Linked DNA regions of Sus scrofa: region 1 is linked to region 2. A link is a contact called in public Hi-C data. All regions are on one chromosome and are shown on one strand. Each heading gives the region's core, a stretch centred on a gene start, on an enhancer-like site or on the middle of the called end of the contact. The rest is flanking DNA. Distances are from core to core; before and after follow the strand shown.

What was found. A called contact is a pair of places that touch in the nucleus more often than the background predicts.
Region 1: a contact with region 2 is called in a Hi-C map of embryonic fibroblasts, with 2.9 times the contacts expected there. The contact joins two enhancer-like sites. A contact is called at or near these places in 2 of 47 Hi-C or Micro-C datasets (embryonic fibroblasts and fibroblasts).

The regions. Positions count from the first base shown.
Region 1 is chr2:46,810,786-46,814,937 of Sscrofa11.1, reverse strand. No RefSeq gene overlaps it. Among named protein-coding and RNA genes, the nearest start is that of TEAD1, 140 kb to the right of the region's middle. Within about 2 kb of position 1,512, at least 11 of the 83 cell types and tissues checked have an H3K27ac peak or open chromatin away from gene starts, as enhancers often do. A contact at or near this core is called in embryonic fibroblasts, where this site is marked.
Region 2 is chr2:46,737,198-46,741,895 of Sscrofa11.1, reverse strand. The region is part of intron 3 of LOC102164222 (a long non-coding RNA gene); the gene reads right to left. Among named protein-coding and RNA genes, the nearest start is that of TEAD1, 69 kb to the right of the region's middle. Within about 2 kb of position 1,630, at least 8 of the 83 cell types and tissues checked have an H3K27ac peak or open chromatin away from gene starts, as enhancers often do. A contact at or near this core is called in embryonic fibroblasts, where this site is marked.

The sequences.
Region 1 (4,152 bases), core at 263-2,762, 73 kb before region 2:
CACTATGAACTCATGCTCCTCTTCTTCACCAGCACACGCTGCTGGATATTACTGAGGTGTACTGTTTACAGTCCGTCTCATTCTCTGGGTTGAGGATGCCTTGGGCCCTAAAACAGATCTGCTGCCATCGTTCTGGGAGCCCAGAATCTGAGGAGGCAATGAGCTACCCATCTAGCCCAGGAAGCCCATTTGAAAGGAATTCTAAGAAACTCCACACACAGGGCTCCCGAAACCCAAGTGCGTCCCACTGCGGGTCTCTCAGCATCCTGGGCCATCATATCTGAAAACTGAACCCCTTAGAGTACATAGATATTTCTATATTGGATGCGCTCAAAAAGATTTTTCCTCTCCCTCCGGGGCAAAGAGGAGTGGGAAACATCTCAGAACACCTCAAGTTCTGTGCCAGTTGCTCAAAGTTCTCCTTCAATAAATGCTTGCTGGGTAAATTTGATTAATATGCATCCACTGGACTCCAAGAGCCAACAAGGTCTTCAGAGTTTGGGCTTGGGGTGAATGTGGACCTGGTGTCTGTCATTTTTATGACACATTCTACCTACCTGCCTCTAACCTTTTCTCATCTGAGTGTCAGTTTTCCCTCTTCTGTTCACCTTAGTTTTTCTTGTCTCAGTCTCTTTTCCTGGAAGCTAAATAAGGAATAAGGCTTTCTTGCTTATGGCCAGTGCTGTAACATAGTGAGAACAAGCAGAGACCTGAGATTCAGACTATAGCCAGGTTCAGATCCAGATACTTCTCCTTACGGCTGTGAGTTCTAAGGTAATGTTCCTGAGACCCAATTTCTTCATTTATAAAATAGGGATGGGCGTTCCCATTGTGGCTCAGCAGGAACAAATCCAACTAGTATCCATGAGGATGCGGGTTCCATCCCCGGCCTCACTCAGTGGGTTAAGGATCTGGCATTGGCGTGAACCATGGTGTAGCTCACAGATGTGGCTCAGATCTGGCGTTGCTATGGCTGTGGTGTAGGCTGGCAGCTGTAGCTCCAATTCAACCCCTAGCCTGGGAACCTCCATATGTCACAGATGCAGCCCCAAAAAGACCAAAAACAAAAACAAACAAACAAACAAAAAAAACAAAAGCAAAAAAAACACAGGTCTGAAAGCCCTAAAAAACAAAAAAATAAAAAATAAAATAGGGATAATAGTTCCTAGCCCAGAGTGCTCTCAATGGATTAAGGGAGATCTTTTGTGTACAGGGTCTGGTACAGAGCCTGGCATGTTGTCAGATACACAGTCCATGTTTGGCAGCCTCACATCATAAGCCCACCTGAAGAGACTCACCAGTGCTCCACACAAGTTTCTTGAACTAACTCGAAATAGACATTTTCCAGATTTCTGGGCTGTCCTGAAAGAGTTTCCTCCACCACCCCATCTCAGTCAAAAAAAAAAAAAAAAAAAAATCAGAAGCTTGAAAGTTGAGGAGGGACTGGAGAGAGGGCCATGAAGTAAGCAGGATGCTAGAAGCCCAGATTGCCTTTGGCTCAGTCTAGATTTGAGGGAAACCTGGAATTACTGTGATTTCATCACAGCAGCTGGTCCAAGATAAACCTGCCAGCACTGCTCAGAGGCCAGATCTGGATTGCAGTGATAGCTGGGGCCTGCTGAGAAGCAAGGAGAAACTATTTCTCTGACATTTTTTTCCACCCCAACCAAGAATTTTCTTTGGCTCTACATGCCTTCGGGACCGGTTTTCATTTGCATGGAGCTCATTTGAGCATCCGTTGCCTCAGACAGCAGAGACTTCTTAGAAAGACTTCCATTCCCTGGCCTGCCTTCCACATGAGCCTTTCTCCTGATTCAGAAATAATGTTCATCCAGGAAGGTGAACCCCCAGGTCTTATTTGTGCCTGGGTTGTGCCAGAACCTCACAAATAGGTTCTCTCTGATTCGGGTCCACACACAGCCTCTGCAGGCCTGGGCAGCAGCAAGGATGGCCACCAAGGAACATTTGCTCTCCTTCCAAATTGACAGCCTTCGTCTAATTGAACCCATGTTAACCAAAGTGGCACATTTTAATACATTTCACTGTTTCAAGCTGTGGCAGAAAATTAGAGTGTGAATGTTCTTAACAGCTGCTTCTCGAGTGGCTGTCTGCAGTCTCTGCCTCCTTGACTCTCCGGTGCCAACCAAAGAAAGACTAGTCTGTTCATTATCTCTCTTGGAGGTTTTTTAAGACAGTCATGTCTGGATGAAAACGTCACCATTCTTATAATATTATTATGTAGATTCTACACTTTTTCAAATAGGGAGATTTGGGGAGTAGTACAACTATTCCAGGAATAGGCTAGGGAGGTATTTTTTTGAGAAAACAAGCCAGAATGAATCCAATCAGATCAGAGCAGCATTATCTGCTTCCAACCAGTCACTTTATGCCAACAATATTGCCCAGAGCTGCCTTCAGAGCCTAGTGTATGTCTTCAGTTCATTATTATTTGTCAAAGCCGAGTACAAGGATGGTCTTTGCTGCATTGTTGTCACAGTCAAAGATCAGAAACAAAGGTTCCCATGGTGGCTCACTGGTTAACAAACCAGTGAGTTCCCGTTGGAGTTCCCGTTGTGGCGCAGTGGTTAACGAATCTGACTAGGAACCATGAGGTTGTGGGTTCGATCCCTGGCCTTGCTCAATGGGTTAAGGATCCAGCCTTGCTGTGGGCTGTGGTGTGGGTCACAGATGCAGCTCGGATCCTGTGTTGCTGTGGCTCTGGCATAGGCCAGCAGCTACAGCTCCAATTAGACCCCTAGCCTGGGAACCTCCATATGCCAAGGGAGTGGCCCTAGAAAAGGCCAAAAAAAAAAAGACAAAAAACAAACAAACAAACAAAAAACAAACCTGACTATTAACCATGAGGACGTGAGTTTGATCCCTGGCCTTGCTCTGTGGGTAAAGGATCTGGTGTTGCCATGAGCTGTGGTATAGGTTGCAGACGCGGTTTGGAGTCTGAGCTGTTGTGGCTGTGGTGTAGGCTGACAGCTATAGCTCCGATTTGACCCCTAGCCTGGGAACTTCCAAATGCTGCAGGTGTGGCTCTAAAAAGACAAAGACAAAAAAAAAAAAAAAAAAAAAAAGTTCATCGATAGAGGACTGGCTAAATCAATTATGATGCATCCAGTCCATGGAATGCCAAATAATCATTTTAAAAAGGAGTGATATAGTAAGAAAGAACAACAAGTCTTGAAATAGCTGAAATAGATCCTGGCGGTACTGGTTATCTCTGGGGAGGAAGACTAGTGGCAGAGGAGCAAGAGAAGGAGGACGTTTTGTCTTCATCATCTAACCCTTATACACTTTGCATTTTGTTCTTTGTATTACCCATACACACACTAAGAAAAGGATTGATTATTTTCTGAAAGTACCTTTGGCATCTAGTCCAAAACATGGTGATCGAACTAGCTATATAATTCAAAAAATTATAATCACCAGAGTTCTCATTTGCTGAGCACTTAACCTGCATTAGCCTCAATATTAAGGCTCTTTGCAACACGTTTTATCTGATTTTTCTCCTCAGAGCAGCCCTACAAAGTAGATTTTACCATCTTTATTTTAGAAATGAGAACACTATGACTCAAGGAGTTTTTAAAAGATGCCTGAGGTTACACAACCCACACAAGGCAAAACTGGGATTCAAACCTAGCTGGAGCTAACTTTTTCCACCGGGCCCTGGGGGCCTCCTACGATCACTCAGTGCAACTATATCTCCCTCCTCACTCCCATCCCCAGGGCCTGGCAGAATGCTTGGCCCATAGGAGGTGTCTAATACATGCTGAATGAATGACAAACAGAAAGCAAAACGGTGACAGCGAGACTCCACAAGAAATTCCCTAAAAGGAATTTTACACATGTTTGAGCATCTCAGGATCGCAGGATAATATCCCTCTGAGGTTACTTGGAAGACAACAACAACCTTCACTTGGATGGCTCTGCTCTGCTGTGTTTGCTAAAAAAAATAAAAAATAAAAATAAAATAGTCACATTGTGTTTGCTCACACCTCACAAAAGCCTCATTACTTGAAAATGCCTTTCTGGTGGAAGATGATTTCACAACAAGGAGAACCAGAGAATGTGCTTTTCATTAGGTTACTTTTAATAATAACTGCCTGGCAGATGGGATTATGCGAATAAATAGGTATGTCTCTT
Region 2 (4,698 bases), core at 381-2,880:
ACAGCAGTGACCCAAGCCACTGAAGTGACAATGCCAGATCCTTAACCCACTGAGCCACCAGCAAGTCCCATTTTAGCCATTTTTAGTGGCATCACTTGAAGCTCTATTTTACATTTTCCAAATAACTAGTGGAATTTAATATTCTTTCAAATATTTATTGCCATGTGGATATTCTCTTTAGTGAAGTACCTGATCAAGTCCTTTGCCTATTTTTCTATTGGGTTATCTGGTTTTTTTCTTATTGACTGGCAAGAATCCGTATGTTCTGCATACAAGTTATAACAGATGCATGTACTGCAAACATCCTTTCCCATTGTGTAGACTTGATTTTTTTTTAATCCCTTAACAGTGTCTTTAATGAAAGTATTAATGCCCTGTAGTTCAGTAGGATCCTTGCTGTGTCTTCTGGCATACGTGAGCCCCTGCTCATCATCCAGAGACAGGAAAGGCAAACCCAGACTCAGAATGTACTATTACCCCACTCGCAGTATTGCTTTTGTTATCTGAGTCCTTGAGAAAGATGCCAAAATGGGATTGAATATGCAATGATTTTCATTTAAGAAATTAGCGAGGGAGCTATAAAAACCTGGGAGGGCCATCAAACCACAAATATAGGAGACCCAAGTATAGGAGTGAGGGAGGAAAGGTGGGGTGACAGCATCCCAAACTGTCATGGGAGATTTTGCAAGGCTATCAGGAGTCCTTGAGCAGAAGTCAGCTGTCGGACTTCAGAGCTGTCCCCCGTCACCCTGGAATGGGTCTGCCTTCATATCCTCACCATGCTTATTCATTGGCTGACACCAACCAGAGGGAAGCATGGTCTCTGCACAAACACAGTGATGGATTTCAGAGCACAGTGGGCCTTTGGTCAATTACCCTCCCTGTAGTTCGAGTTCTGCTAGGGGTGCTCTCATAGCCACTACACCAAAGGAATATGGAAGAAGTAGTGGTAAGTGGGGAAGGTGACTAATATGTTCATTTTTAAAATACTGAGTTTGGTACATCTTTCTTCTTAGATATTCAGTACTGAATATCTTCAGCAATCTAGGATATTCATCTTAGATATTCTGAATATATACAGAATTCAGCAAGTGGGTCTGGGCTGCTCAGACAGGACCTTAGGGAGTGATGCCTAGAAGAGCTTTGTGAGAAAAGGACTATCAGGTATCTCCTGAAAGGAGATATAACCGCCCAGAGGGAACCCAGGGATTTCCGTGACTTCTCACTCTACCCAAAGCTCTTTCTGCTCAGTTGAGCAGGTGGAGAACAGAGGGGGAAGAAAGAAAAGAGGCCTTGTGTGGTAGGGCCCCTCATTACTAAAACACCTCCCCAAATATGGCAGTCCAAGACTGCTGACATGTTTCTGCTCTGTTTGTTTCAGCAGAGCAAATTGGTTTTTCCTAATTTGAAAGTGAATGTGGCCAAAAGTAATTTGTATCAGTATTTCAATAAGAATTTTAGAGGGAAGCCAATGTGCATTCATTATACATATGAGTGAGCTTGCACGGATGCTTACACACACACACACACACACACACATACACATACACGGTGCAAGGAAGTGAGCAGTCGGATGTGGTCAATCACGGAATCTATGGTCTGCAATCTGGGAGAGAGCATGTGGGCCCATGAGTCAGGATTAAACACCATAGCGACCAAGTCACTGAAGCTTGCCGAGTCAGACAGCAATTTCTGCTTAATAGAGCCCTTAGGTCTCAATAATTGCTTTGAAATCCACACATCGGCATGCAATTCTCATACTGGGGAAGCCAGAAATCCAAGTGCGAGGGCAGAACAGACAACCTCTCCTGTGCACATTCAAGATGCTGAAAAGGCCGTTGGTTCTACCTCCTTGTCAGCATCTGTAAGTATGCATCAGAGATTATCATTTTAGTACTGTCCAGTCATCCATGCTCACGTTTGTGAGTTTCACAGCAGATTGAGCTGGTTTGTGGACAAGAGCAAGAAGTGGCCACTGAATTAAAATTCTGTGTTTGCTAACAAAGCTGCCAGTGATCCATACAACCAACAAGAAAAGGACACTCCTTTCTTAAGACAGTATTCTTCTTATGTCTGAAAATTGTCATACTAATTTTGTTAAATGATTTACAGCCACCTCTCAGAAAAATTGTTGTAATCAATATGGAAATTAATGTCTACTTTATGAATGGAAAATGTGGCAGTATACGACATAGACAACAGTACATGGCAGCCGTCTTAGCTTAGTACCCAGAAATTATCCTTCTTCCCTCTGTTTTCACACTGTTGAATTTAACATACTACATTTACATGGCTGCTATTTGTTAGGAAAACAGCTATTCTGGCAGGCTACCTTCTATGCCAGGAATTTCACAGCTGTAGAAACTCATGGTCTATCTGGAATGACAAGCAGATCCTGGGGAGGTGGAGGAGGCAAAGACTTCCAGCATCAGAGCTACTTAAGAAACCTCAACAATCTTGGAGAGCAAGGGAGCCTAGAACACTGTGCTCCAGATGTTTCCAGCCTAGAAGTGCTCTATGCCTGGCTTTCTCCCTTGGCCTTTGTCTTTCTGGCTCTTCCCAACTCTCCCCATTCCAGTTCTCCTCACTCCCGTGGTCCCTGTGCAACATCAAAGGTGGCTGTTTGAACAGAGGAGTCATTGGTTGGGTAGCCAGCACTGAGAAAAGGAGCGCTCTCTCCCCTGCTCTCCTGGACTGGCAACAGTCACTGAGGGCCAAGGCCAACCTGGCCAGAGAGTGTCCAGGGGCAGACACTTTGCAGGACACTGCTCAGGAGCCCCAAGCACAGAGCCTCAGAGCTTTGGAAACTCTGGTCCAGGGTCCTGGAATAAAATTTTAAAATCTTTTCCCCCGATATTTAAAATAATACAAAACTATTATGGACAAATAACAAAAAGAATAAAGAAGAAAATAACTTCCCTTAATCTCATTAATCAGAGATAAGTTATCTATTTTTGTTCTGATTACAGAAAGAATATATACAGTTTTTTTGTTTGTTTGTTTGTTTGTTTTTTGGGCCTCACCTGTGGCATATGGAGGTTCCCAGGCTAGGGGTTGAATCAGAGCTGCAGCTGCTGGCCTACACCACAGCCACAGAAACACGAGATCCGAACCGTGTCTGCAAACTACACCACAGCTCATGGCAATACCAGATCCTTAACTCACTGAGCGAAGCCAGGGATTGAACCTACATCCTCATGGATACTAGTCAGATTTATTTCCACTGAGCCATGATGGGACTCCATAAATACATATAGTCATTATAGAAAAATATGGGAAAAAAAGAAATAAGGAAAAAACTTTATTGTATGTATCATTCAGTGTCATTTTAGCTTGTTCTTTTCAGTCTTTTCTATGTACATTACTTTAAAAATAAGATGATACCATATATATATATATATATATATTACTGTGAGTTTTTTTCCATTTATTTTTATTCCATAACCTTTTTCCCAGTAATTTTTAAATGTATTTGCCTTTCTTTTTTAATATTGTGTTCACTGTTTTTTTTTTGTTTTTGTTTTTTTTTTTCTTTTTCAGCTACATTTGTGGCATGTGGAAGTTCCCAGGCAAGGGATCAAATCTCAGCCACAGCTACAATCTATACCACCGCTGTGGCAGTGCCAGTTCCAGCCACAGCTGGAACTCCTCTATCATACATTTAATTTTTTCTTATAAGTTATGAATGGGGTATATATCTACATTGTATAAAATCTGAAAAAATGTGAAAGAACATAAAGTGAACATTCGGTTTCCCCGTCATTCCTATTACCCAAAGAAGTCATTATCATTAAGTTTTTTATGTCCTTCCTGAGATAGTTTATAGATTTACACACACACATAAACACATGCAGACACACATATTCATAGTGTATTAGTTTCTGCACTACACTTTTTAAATTTCACATACTGAGTTTCCTTTAACACACAGTTCCACAGCAGTCATGAACTAAGTACGCTACCTCATTCTTTTTAACAGCTGCATAGTACACTACTTTTCACAGTTGTGCTATCTTGTATTAACCCAGTGCTCTATTGGCAGACACTTGGGTTGTTTCCAGCTTTTGCCACTAAAACAACACTGTAATAATTCTCCTTGTACATACATCATGAGACACAAATGGAAATGGATTGGCAGGGTAAGTTCCTAAAAGCAGAAGTCCTGGTCCAAAAGTTTGTGCATTTTAAATTTGATAGAAATTGCCAATCATCTTCCAAGAGGGTGTGCAATTTATCTTTCCACCTGAAGAGTCTGTGGGCCTCCTGGATGGCCCCGATAATCCTCATTTGGTATTCATGTCCGAAAGTGTTCTCCTTCCGCATTAAATCAGTTTTTCATGTACTTAAAAGTTTATAGCTACTTCTCTGTGAACTACGTATTTTCCCTAAATACAGTGGACCCTCTGTATCCACTGGGGATTGGTTTCAGGATCCCTATGGAAACCAAAATCCATAAGCGCTCAAGCCTCTTATATAAAATAGGGTAGTATTTCCATATGACCTACACACATCCTCCCGTGCACTGTAAATCATCTTTAAATTATTTAATACAATGTAAATGCTATGTAAATAGTTACAAAAACAACATAAATGCTGTGTAAATGGTTGTAAATACAATATAAATGCTATACAAATAGTTGCAGGTAGATGGCAAACTCAAGTTTAATTTTTTTTCCCCCTTTCCTCTTTTTGGCCATG